2 separate regions of the Mus musculus genome follow, and region 2 is linked to region 1. A link is a contact called in public HiChIP or PLAC-seq data. All regions are on one chromosome and are shown on one strand. Each heading gives the region's core, a stretch centred on a gene start, on an enhancer-like site or on the middle of the called end of the contact. The rest is flanking DNA. Distances are from core to core; before and after follow the strand shown. Region 1 overlaps Glud1 (glutamate dehydrogenase 1). Region 2 overlaps Ldb3 (LIM domain binding 3).

Region 1 (6,165 bases), core at 2,559-5,058:
AAAATTGCAGGAACATAGTAAACAAGTTATTGATACCTATCTTACTCTAACTGTATACATGTATGTAAATATATATATAGAGAGAGAAAGAGGGACAGAGACATGTATGTGCAAAGAGTAGAAAGGAGAGGAAAAAGGGTATAGAGTTTTGTGACTATAGAGTGAGAACATGTGACTATATGAAACCTGCCTTTTTCCACATAGTGAATTTGATGATAATTCCAAGTCATTAAATCAATATTTTTAATGGCTATTTAGTACTTCTTTGTGTAGCTATGCCAAGTCTTACTTACTAGCATCTTTGTTAGTAATTGTCTTTTATCTTTCGGTTTTGAGAGCATTCTACGTAGTTTTCCCTTTACAGTGGAGTGAGCTTCACTGCACGCATTGCCCAGTAAGTTCACCATACCCAGCGGTGTTAGAAGCAACACAGTTACCATTATTACTCAGGAGCCATTGTTATTCTCAGCCTTGCTTTGTAGTTTGCTGTGCTCTGGAGAACTAAATGCTGCACCTGACGGGCACTGGCTAATAGTCAGAAGTGCTCCATGAGGGAAAGTGCCACACCTGCTTCAGCAGTGTCACCTCCTCATCCCTTCCTACTTAGTGAGAAGACCTCAGCCAACAGGGAGCTAACTCTTCCTGCCTGTCTATCAGTGACCAGGATGGTCCTGTTATAGTGCTCAAATGATACATTATCTCTGATTACAGTTCAGGACACTGAAGTCTGAGAGGTCAAACTTTTGCTGGCATCATACCCTGAAGGCCAAGGAGTAACTTGAATCTATTGTCTGTAGTAACTTCCAGATACAGCTGAGTAAATTCTAACAGAAGAAGTAGTGACATAACATTGTGTGTACAAGTTTCATAGAAAAGAGACATTTAATGAATATTTTTATAACTTCAGTTTGTTATACCAAAATGAAATATAAAGTTTTCTAGCGACAGTGACATTGTTCTCTTAGAGAATTGCAAGCATCTTTATGTTTGGGATAAGTTTATCTTAAAAACTAGCACACTGCCCTTTCCCTGTGCTCCCAGGTCCTGGCATTGATGTGCCTGCCCCAGACATGAGCACGGGTGAGCGGGAGATGTCCTGGATCGCTGACACCTATGCCAGCACCATAGGGCACTATGTGAGTATCCACTGAAACCCAAGGCTTCCTGCATTGCTGTCCACAGAAGTAATGAGTCATCTGACTTAATGAGAAGTTGGTAATCGCTGGGTTCATCTCCCTTTATATACATTTGGTATGCGTATTACTTGCCCCCTCTGTTCTGACGGTAAGCATGGTGAGCATGAACTGGGTTTTGCTCAGACCCTTAGCATCAGCTCGCTTGTTAGGGCAATAGATTGTACATTCAGTTCTGCCTTCGCCTCAAAAGTGCTTTCACTGAAAGAGGAGCTAAGACATGTGAGCTAAGGTATGGAAATGGTGTAACATAAAGATAGACTTCTGAGTTCTTAAAGAAGGCCTTTTTGAAGGGATATTTGGGCTGGACCTGTAAAATCTGGTTGAATGTCAACATCTGGAGCTTTGGGGGCTAAGAGGAAGAGAACAGCTGAGATTACAGGTAAGACATGCATGTGTAAAGGTGACGGAAGAGAGGTAAGTGAACACACAGATGTCAGGTCCTAGTGAAGTGAAGAGACTGCTATGACAAATCCTGCAGGAAGAGTAGCTGTTTGTGTGACACCAGCCCCATCTTCACAGTGCAGGAACCCAGGGTGTGGAGAACAGCTTCATTTCTGAGAGCTGTGGAACCTTGGGGAACCATGTCCATAAACTAAGAAAGGGAATCGATGGCTATTCTCCCTTCCCTCCTCCAGACAAGGTTTCTCTGCACAGCCCTGGCTGTCCTGGAACTAGCTCTGTAGACCAGACTGGCCTCAAAATCACAGAGATCTGCCTGCCTCTGCCTCCTGAGTGCTGGGATTAAAGGCGTTCCCAGCTTATTTATTTTTTGAGAGGAAAGAGAGAGAGAACACAACATAAAGTTGGGTGAATGGGTTAGAAAGGGATTTGGGGGTCCATGGTGGTGCCCACCTTTAATCCCAGCACTCTGGAGGCAGAGGGAGATGGGACTTGAGTTCAAGGCCAGCCCAGTCTACAGAGTTCTAAGACAGCCAGGACTATAGAGAGAGACCCTGTCTCAGGAAACTTCATTTACACTAAGTAGAAATCAGGTGCACACTACAAATGGCATAAATGTGGAAGCTGTTTCAAAACTATAGAAAAGGAAAGCAGTGCCTGCCCAGGACCATTGGAATATGGTCTGAGCCCTGAAAGACTGCTGTTGGGGAGAAGAGGGAGGGAGGGAGGCAAAAAGAAGTACTAGAAAGTCCTAAAGTACAGAAAACAGTGAGCTTGAAACGCAGGGGGGTCAGTGTTACACAGTCATTAGGAGAGGAGGGTGGGACAAAAGACTAAAGAACTCCTGCCAGGTCACTGTCTGTTAAGGACAGCCAAGACATCAAGCTTTGTCCTGAAAGATGGAGAAGCCATGAGAAGCTTATAATGAGTGTGTTTCACTGTGTATAGCGGAGATGGAATTGGTCAGGGCTAGATAGAGGATCCCAAACAGCAGGCGTGTGAAAGAGGGAATGGGACATGAAGTAAAGCCTCCGGCTAAAAAGAGTACCATTGAAGAGAAGCAAAGGGAGACAGGCTGAACGGTATCTGCTGCCTGGAAGAAGAGTCTTGTTTGGCTGTTAGTTAGCTGGATATGCGCCACAGAATCATTGGTGTGCAAGGCAGGCCGTGTAGGAGAAATACAGTCCTTCCAGGGAGTAAGAGGCTGGGTAGTCAATGGGGGTGGGGGGGTCTTTCCAGGGCCCTACTGGGAAGCTAGGCTTTGGAGGAGAGGCACGTTTCCTGAGCGGTGCTACACACTGGCTTGGACCACGGGCAGTCCTGCTCTCTCGCCCACCAGCTTTGAGTCTCTGTCTTAGCTTCCTCATATGTAAGATAACAATATCTTCTTCCCAAGACTGTTAGGATGAAGGAAAGAAGGAAGGAATAAATAGAATAATGTACTGAGAACAATCCACAGCCCTTATTAAGTACCAAAAAAAGGTCTTCTGTCTGAAGTGAGATGCAGCAGTGTTAGGTGTGGCCTGCCACTCTCATAGCTTTTTTTATTTTTTTTATTTTTTTAGATTTATTTATTTATTATATGTAAGTACATTGTAGCTGTCTTCAGACACTCCAGAAGAGGGAGTCAGATCTCGTTACGGATGGTTGTGAGCCACCATGTGGTTGCTGGGATTTGAACTCTGGACCTTCGGAAGAGCAGTCGGGTGCTCTAACCCACTGAGCCATCTCACCAGCCCATAGCTTTTTTTTAATGAAACAAAATTTTGCTATATAGCCAGTGTAGGCAGAGACTTAGAGCTATCCTGCTTCAGGCTCCCAAAGAGCTGAGTTTGACCTTCACTGTCACATCTGACTTTGTACCACCTTTTAATGCTGAGAAAGCACTAGCTGAGCTCTTGCTCTTGAACTGGGCTCTGTGCTGACCACTGCAAGCTGGTAGGCAGTGCGTTGTTACTCTTCATTCCTACACAGTTGTGGCAGCATGAAGTTTTATGAGGCTCTGCCAAAGAAACCTTGGATGGAGCTGGTTAAAGCTCTTCTGTCCTTAACTGATAGGAAATCCAAAGACTCAAACCAAGGTTAAAAGAAGTTAGCTCATCTAACCGAGTTCTGCTGGTCATCTAACCATACTGGCAATATAGTGTTGGGGATATGATCCCATACCTCCATTAGGTATGCTAGGGAGGCAGTTGGTTGGCGCCAGGCCTGACCTCACACAGTATTTCCTTCAGCCCCAGCCAGCATTTGCATTTCCACAATTTAGAACCATTTGGCACCAACTTTGCAATTTTGTGTTGATGGTGTTAATTATTCATGAAAGAGAACTGTGGGAAAACTACTAAGGGCTTTTACTAGATTGCCTAATTTTCAAACGGGCTTTCATTCCTTTTGTTGGTAAGTATATAACTAATACAATTCCAAGTTCTCTCTGTAAAAAATGTAAATTCATGTTAAATAATAGGAATAAAAACCAGGTGACTTCTGGGTAGGGTGTAATATGAAGTTGATCACTTTATTGCAGTGGACAACTTAATTCACTTAGCAGACATATTTTGTCACTGGTTTAACATTATCGTTCATCTTCTGTTGGATTTTTAGGTATGAGCATACTTCCTCTCATTTCTTCTGTTCAGTGATGTGTCTGTTTCACAGAGATCTGCTTGCTGTGTTTATAGTGTGCTCCCAAGCCCTTTTTTCCGCTTTTGTGTGTGTATGTGTGTGTGTGACCCAAGGTCGGCACTGTCCTCTGCAGCTGCTGTCCTCCTTACTTCTAAGGCAGGAGCTTGCTGAAGCTGGAGCTCGGTGCTGTGGCTACACTGGCCAGCCAGCAAGCCCAGGGGCACTCATGCTTACACAGCAAGGGCTTGTCCAAGTGAGCCCTTTGCCTGGGTGCCAGGGACCCTGCTTTTTCTAACCATGCCTCTTTGTAAGCAAAAAGACGTGCATAGCCTTAATTGAAAGATGGTAAAAAGGCAGGCGGTGAGATTGAAATCACCCCTCCATCCACTCTGCAGTTCTATTTATTCCTGCGGGCAGTAGTGGCGCATGCCTTTAATCCCAGCACTTGGGAGGCAGAGGCAGGAGGATTTCTGACTTCAAGGATAGCCTGGTCTACAGAGTGAGTTCCAGGACAGCCAGGGCTATACAGAGAAACCCTGTCTCGAAGAAAGAAAAAAAAAGATTTATTTATTCCATGTATGTGAGTAGTATACTGTTGCTCTCTTCAGATACACGAGAAGAGGGTGTCAGATCTCATTACAGATGGTTGTGAGCTGCCATGTGGGTGCTGGGAATTGAACTCAGGACCTGTGGAAGAGCAGTTAATGCTCTTAATGCTGAGCCATCTCTCCAGCCCGAGGGTCTTTCTTTCTTTCTTTCTTTCTTTGAGTGAGCAAGATTTTACTGCGTAGCCCTGGCCCTCCTGGAGCGCACTTTGTAGAGCAGGCTGGTCTTGAATTTGAAGATTCTTCTGCTTCTGCTTTTAACCCAAGTGCTAAGATTATAGGTGTGTGTTACCAATCCCAGTCTTTTTTTTTTTTTTTTAATGATGTGTTAAAGTTCAAAATGAGTTTTGCAGAATACAATACAGCATCTTTCCATCCAAGAAAATTACCTCTCCTCTTTTGGTTCTGCATTTTGTGGGTTTTGTTTTTTGTATTGATAATCTTAAGGTGCTTACGAGTGGAATGTGCACCCTAACTTCGTATGGCTTAGGTTTTCAGTACAGGAGTAATAGCTTCTAGCTGAATTACATCTATGCTTATGGTATTGTTAGTTATGCTTAACACTGAATAACATAACTCACACATACTCAGAGATTTGTACAGTCTTGTGGATTTTGTGTTTTGAAATAGTCTTACTATATAACCAGAGCATCCTTGAACTTGAACTTCTGCCTCAGCAAACGCTGGGTTACAGGCAGTGCCACAACACCAACATGCACACACTCTTAATTAAAAATATGCTTAGTTAGCAAGAATGTGCTGTTGTATTGGCTTGATCATAGAAACAGAGCTTTGCGTTGGCTGTGGTTGCGTTGGCTGTGGTGGCACGTGCCTGTAGTCCCAGCACTCAGAAGGCTGAGACTCGGGTCACAGCTAAGGTCAGTGACCTGTCCCAGAAGAGACCTCAGTCCTTCCTTTAAATGGTGATTCTTTACTCTCACAGGATTTTTTTTTTTAACATGGCACCAGGGTTGAACCTCAAGCCTTGCTCAGGAAAACGAGCACTCTACTTGTGAGCTACATCTCTAGCCCTCTCTTACAGGATATCAATGCGCATGCCTGTGTTACTGGGAAACCCATCAGTCAAGGAGGCATCCACGGGCGCATCTCCGCTACTGGCCGGGGTGTCTTCCATGGAATTGAAAACTTCATCAATGAGGCTTCTTACATGAGCATTTTAGGAATGACACCAGGCTTTGGCGATAAGACATTTGTTGTTCAGGTAAAACAGCTTTGACTCTGTCTGCTGTGTACATTTATTTATGTGAGAGGACACATGCTGCAGGGTGGGGAGATCAGAACAGGTCAGGCCTTGCACCATGTAAATCCCAAAGAGTCAGCTC
Region 2 (6,165 bases), core at 2,672-5,171, 220 kb after region 1:
AGTGGGTAAGAACAGGTCAACTCAGCATGGACTGCAGGATGCTTTCAATGGTCCCCTAGCCCAGTCATCAAAATCAGTGCTTGCTGTATGTCTTCAACAGAGAGCAGATGTCCAGAAAGCACAGGTTCATGTTTCAAGTTCAGCTACTACCATTGTCTTGAAAAATAGCTTGACTTGATTTGTCGGTCTTGATTCGATAGGTACCCATCTATCTTAGTCACTCGGTGAGCCTAGGCAGAGGGGCTAGCACCATGCTGCCCAGGGTCTAGCTGCTCATTTGGTCTCTGACCTTCCCTGCCAGATCCTCTTGTTCTCCTACATCACCTTGGTGCAAACTCAGAGTGTATATGACACCCCAGAGGTTACCATTAGGGAAAAGAGTGTACTGCACTTCTTGCCTTCACTGAGAGTGGAGAAACAGTTCATCACACAGAAGGGGCACTGTAGATGCTAACACAAAGCACTCTCTACCAGGGCTCGCAGAACCAAGGATATTTCTGCCCTCCACCATAGAGACAACTCAATAGATCTAGCTGTGTATCCTGAGAATATGATCTAGCCAGTTCTCTTCCTGTAGCAAAGATGGTTCTAGACGTGTCATCTCTGTTCCCAGTCTGTTCTTCTGGGAAGAGCACTATCTTCCTCACTGGGAAGTATACTATGATAGCCTCCCTGCCCACATCCAAGCCAGGCCTGAGTGGAACGGACTGTACTCAAACAGATCTCTCTAGATCACAAATGGGCTCAGACCATGGCCCTGTCTGGTCTCTTTCTCCTGTCTGGTGCCCTGGGCCATTCTGGGTTGTTCTAACTCTGTGCCTCTTATTCCCAAATGACAGCAACTTCAGAACTGGGAAGTGCAGGGCACCCTTTGCTAGAGGATGGCTAGGGCTCTGCCTATGGTGAGAGTACAGAGGTGTAAAGCCTTCCACAGCCCTGCCCCAGAGCCATCCTGGGAGTGAGACTAACTCCCATGGCAGATTCTCCAGCTGGATCCTTCCTCCCACTTACAGCCCGGGTGAGGCACACCGCAGGTCATGAGTCAGCCCTGCATTATCCCCCTTTACACTTGAGGGCTGGAGTCCTCAGAGGATGCAGCAGAGCGAGAGTCTAACCCTCCCTAGACTCCGAGCTGCCTCTATAAAGAACACAGATCCGATTTCCACTGGTGTGTAACCTCATCAAGAAGTCTGTTGTAACTCTAAGAGGAGACCCTGCACTCTGGAAAGAAACACACTCATCAAAAACCCTAGTTTGAGGCTTGGGATTCAGCAGTTAGGAGTACTTGCCTAGCATTTTTGAGACTCTGGGCTCTATTCATAGCATCCCTCTCTCAGAAGAGCTCTGGGTTTACACTCTAGTCCTACAACTTCCTAGCTGTGTATCCTTGCTTGAGTAATTAATTCTCTCTGGGCTTGTTTCTTCCTCTAAGAAATGGTATTGGGATTATAAGAATTAGGAAATTATTAGGACTAAGACATGTGAGTGCTTAATTTAGTACATGATATAGTGTGTGTGTGTGTGTGTGTGTGTGTGTGTGTGTGTGTGTGTGTGTGTGAGAGAGAGAGAGGGGGGGGGGGACGGTAGGACAGTGCATCTGGATTCCCAGGTTGGAATGAACTATCAAGTTCATCTCCAGGCCTTTCTGTCACAGGGAAAGCCCTAAAGCAGGTTTCCTGTTGGATGGCAGTGGGCAGGGAGCTGTGATTCTCTGAAGTCACATTACCAGGAATTGAACCTGTTTCTGGTGATAGAATGAATGACATCCTGCCCACCTCAATGGGTGTGGTGGGAACCCCTAGGAGGGACACAGCACAAGCATTTTGTAAAGTTGTAAGTCACAAAATCAGGGTGTTTTCACCCACCTCAACATTCTTACATGGCTTCCCACTGTCCAGAGAGTCCCAACATGCTAGGGACAAGGTGACTTTAGGGGTACTGTTAGAGGAGAGTGGGGAGAGGTGATCCCACAGAACTTCAAAGCAGCTTCATCCCTCTGTTGTAAGATTTAGGGTTCTGTATAAGTCTGTGTAAGCTGTGTCTTTCTCTCTTTGCTTTTCATTTCATTTCTTCTATCCTTTGTTTCCTTCTTGTTTTACAAGCCACAATCCTCTGTGCTGGTCTTTTTTTTTTTTTTTTTGGAAACAGGGTTTCTCTGGCTGTCCCTGGAACTCACTCTGTTGATCATGCTATTCTGGAACCCAGAGTTCTGCTTGGCTTTGCCTCTCAAGTGCTGAGATCAAAGGCCCAGCCAAGCTGTTTGTTTTTTGACATATAGCCCAGGCTAGTCTGGAACTCACTCTGTATTCCAGGTTGGCCTCAACAATTCAGAGATCCTGGTATCTCAGCCTCTTGAGTGCGGGATTACAGACATGTGCCTCCACACCTAGCTCTAAAAGGAATTAGGAATGAAAGCCGTGTGATCGTCAAGCCATGGCCTTATGTACTAAGCACCTGAAAGGCAGTTAGTCTAAATTGAGATGTGCTATTCAGTTTAAAAATCTGAAGACTTAATAAAAGAATATAAAGTATCTTAGTAATAATTATCTTATATTGATTGTATGTTAAAGCTGTTTATTTATTTTTAAATTTAATGTGTGCAGATGTTTGCCTGCATGTATGTCTGTGTACCTCATGCATGCCTAGTACCTAGGGGAAGCCAAAAGCGTGTTGGATTCTCTGGGACTGGAGTAAGTTGGCTGTGGGTCCTGTGGAAGAGTAGCTAGTGCTCTTAACCACGGGTCTGCCTCTTCAGCCCCTTGTTTGTGTGTTGAGCCGGGTCTCTACGTGTTACCCAGCTAGCCTCAAGTGACCTTATTTCTCAGCTTCTGAAATAGCTAGCATGCATCTGAATAGAGTCCAGCTCTGAACCATTTTTAATATACTGAGCTGTGTCTGGAAAAACGTCCCAGTGGTTAAGAGCATGTACTAGTAAAAGACTGGAATTGGATTGCCAACACTCATGTCTCATGGCTTATAACTGCCTTAAACTTAAGCTTCAATGGATTCCACACCTTCTTCTGGCCTATGTAGGCACCTGCGTTCTAGTGTACACACACACACACACACACACACACACACACACACACACACACACGCATTTGAGGCTGAAAAGATGGCTTTGGAGAGATGGCTCAGTGGCTAAGAGCACAAGCTGGGATCCAGGTTCAATTCCCAACCCCCTCGTGGCAGCTTACAACTGTCTGTAACTCCAATTCCAGGGGATCTGACGCCCTCACGTAAAGGCAAAACACCAATGTACACACAATAAAATAAAATATTTTTTAAAAGGTCAGGTGCAGTGGTGCACACCTTTAATCCCAGCTCTAGAGACCTGATCTACAGAGCAAGTTGAGAAACCCTGAATAAAGAACACAAAAAACTCAGAAATTTTCATATGCTGAGCTAAATAAAAATGTATTTAAATCAATTTTACCTGCCTTTTTTTTTTCCTAAAAGTGTCTGCCTCTCGGATGGTTCTTTGCAACAGTGGCTGCCAAGAGCTACTGGCTTTCACAGTGTTGCACAGGAGTTTGTGTAATAGCAAGAGGCAGAGTACTTGCGAGTCAACTTTACAGACAACCTGGAGAGCTTAAGTGGCTACTCGAGGTCAGCCAGCTTGCAAGCTTCCTATCTGAAACGCACCCTAATCAGCTCCTCTAAACCACTCCGAATGCAGAACCAGGCTCCAGCATGCTCCTTCCAAGTAAACCCCGCCCTCGCCCACCTTGCCTCCCTCTCCAACCGCTCCTTCGGTAGGGCAGACATTCTCTTCCTCCTATCCGAGGCTTTCCTGAACCGCCTTCGTTTTCCAAACCCCTACTCAAGGCCCCAGAGAGGAAGGCTGGAATCCTGGACCAGGTTCCTACCTCCTACCCGCTGGGGCTACAAACAGGAGGAGGACTTTCTCTTCCGGGCGGTTCGCCCGGGCAGATCCCTGGGGAGGGGGAAGGAGAAGGGAGAGGACATGCGGGGAGCACGGTCCCCTCTCCTCTCAGCTCCTGCCTGCTTCGCCCCTCTACGCTCCAAATGCCGTAAGAAACCTGATATCCCATCTCCGAGCCCCGGGCTGTTGCTATTTCTACGTGACGGAATTAAGCCGGTTCGAATTAGAAGGTGATATTTCATCTCTAATTGGCACGTTCAAAGGGCTCCTATCGCACTTGGCGGCCCCGGGACTGTGTAATTAAACAACAAGGTGATCTGAGTCACTTAGCCCGGGCTAAGTCGCCGGCAAGCGCCCGGGTCGCCGCCCGGCCCGCAGGCCGACGTGGCCATCCCGGGGACCAAGGTGTCCTCCGCCCACTGGCCCCAGGTGTTCTGGGGAAACGGATGCCCAGCCCAGGCGCCAGAGATAAGATGCCGGCTCGAACCCCGCCCTGCCTCCGTCCCCCACCCCCCGGAAGCTGCGGCCGGGGACTGGCCGCGAGCGGGCTGCTCGTGCTCGGCGGCGCCCAAGTCCCCGCAGCCCAGCAGAGGAGCGGGGTGCGGGCCCGTATCCCCGGCTGGCCTGGCAGCCTACCAGCCGCCCCCGGAGCCCGTTGCCAACCCAGCCTCCCTGGAGAGAAGGAAGGGTGGAGGCAGGCCTCTCCTCTGCTCCAGGCAGGGATGAGTTAACGTCTGCACAGTCTGGGAACCGTGGAAAGGCCTTGGCTCCTGCCGGTCTCCGCCGCCCAGGCCGCTGCGGGAGAAGCGGCTGGAGGGCCCGGCCGCCCCCTGGTGGGCATGCGGGGACAGGACAAGAAAGGTGCCGGGAGGGCCTGCGGTGCTGCTGGGAAAGGTCTGCACCTGACACTACTCCTACCGGCTTCTGCAAACGCCTTCCTGTGTTTCCTGGCCGCACTGAGTGATCATTCTGTCTCCTACGTAGGAGATTTGTACCGCTCCCCTTCCAAAATGCCACCTCAGCCTGTGGAGCTCTGACTTCAGAATTTCCTTTCCTCGGCCCAGAAGTGCAAGAGATGGCATCAGACTACAGATATTATTTTATCTCTGCAGATATAACAAGAGGTTATAGAAATCCTATCTTACTCAAATGAGAAAATTCAGGTCTGAGAGATGAGGTAGTTTGCTTATTCCTTACAGCAGGCTGGGTGTCCCACCCATGCTAAAATGTTTCCTGTCCATACTCAGTTCTGTTGTCGGTGAGCTTCATAAAGCAGGGGACTGATTCTGTCGCTCTAGTCAGGAAAGCCTCAAGAGAAAAGCTTCCTTGGGTCTCATCAATGCCTTATCAGGATGTGTTCTGGAGCCTAGACTTTGTGTTATTCTTTATCCCAAGTCTACTTGGCCAGTTCACACTTGTAGGACACAAGCCCCCTTCCTTCTCCCTTAAAATAACCCGTCTCTTTTCCCTAAGCAGGCCTGTAACTTATTCCCTTCCTCGTTTTACCACAAATGGTTTGTGCATTGGAAAAGTGTGTGTGTGTGTGTGTGTGTTCATGGGGTGAGGTCATAGGGTATTTGGGAAATGACACCTTTCATTCGATTTTGCTATGAACTGAAAACTGATCTTTAAAAAGTCTATTAAAAACTGGGTGTGGTGGCACATGCGTATAATCCCAGGACTTGGGAGGTCCAGGAAGGAGGATCAACAATCAGCCTGGTCTACCTGAGCTACCCTGCCAACAAACACACACACACAAAGTCTATTAAGATTTTATGTGTAAAGCAGAGCATAGTGGCACATGCCTTTAATCCCAGCATTGGGGAGACAGAGCCTGATCTACATATGGCGTTCCCGGACAGTCAGGACCACATAGAGATCTCATCTCAAAAGCAAAACAAACTATATAGAGAGACCATATAGTCCATAGTAGTTTTGAGTGAAGAAAAACATTTGTATTGTAATAGTAAATGAAAAATCATCATTGCTTTTTATAAATTCAAGATGAATATATATATATATATATATATATATATATATACATATATATGCATGCTGGACGTGTATTTTTTTAAAGATTTATTTATTTTATGCATATGAATACACTGTTGCTGTCCTCAGACACACCAGAAGAGGGCATCAGATCCCATTACAGATGGTTGTGAGCCACCATGTGGTTACTGGCAATTGAACTAAGGACCTCTGGAAGAGCAGTCAGTGCTCTTACCCACTGAGCCATCTCTCCAGCCCCAGAAGTATAATGTTTACTTGGAAAGTAT

Evidence for each region. HiChIP or PLAC-seq counts read pairs in DNA pulled down with a chosen protein or histone mark.
Region 2: a contact with region 1 is called in an H3K4me3 HiChIP or PLAC-seq map of embryonic forebrain, with 4 times the contacts expected there. The contact joins two enhancer-like sites. A contact is called at or near these places in 4 of 115 datasets of contacts at active chromatin or transcription factors (embryonic basal ganglia, embryonic forebrain, neural tube and 1 more) and 3 of 9 other capture datasets (adipose tissue, liver and pancreatic islet).

What each region holds. Positions count from the first base shown.
Region 1 is chr14:34,328,248-34,334,412 of GRCm38.p6, forward strand. Glud1 (glutamate dehydrogenase 1) reads left to right here. Exons shown (of 13, transcript NM_008133.4): 5 at 1,042-1,136; 6 at 5,865-6,044. Among named protein-coding and RNA genes, the nearest start is that of Glud1, 21 kb to the left of the region's middle. Within about 2 kb of position 3,809, at least 32 of the 459 cell types and tissues checked have an H3K27ac peak or open chromatin away from gene starts, as enhancers often do. A contact at or near this core is called in embryonic forebrain and stem cell-derived neural progenitor cells, where this site is marked.
Region 2 is chr14:34,544,865-34,551,029 of GRCm38.p6, forward strand. The region is part of intron 10 of Ldb3 (LIM domain binding 3); the gene reads right to left. Among named protein-coding and RNA genes, the nearest start is that of 9230112D13Rik, 25 kb to the left of the region's middle. Within about 2 kb of position 3,922, at least 292 of the 459 cell types and tissues checked have an H3K27ac peak or open chromatin away from gene starts, as enhancers often do. A contact at or near this core is called in embryonic forebrain and stem cell-derived neural progenitor cells, where this site is marked.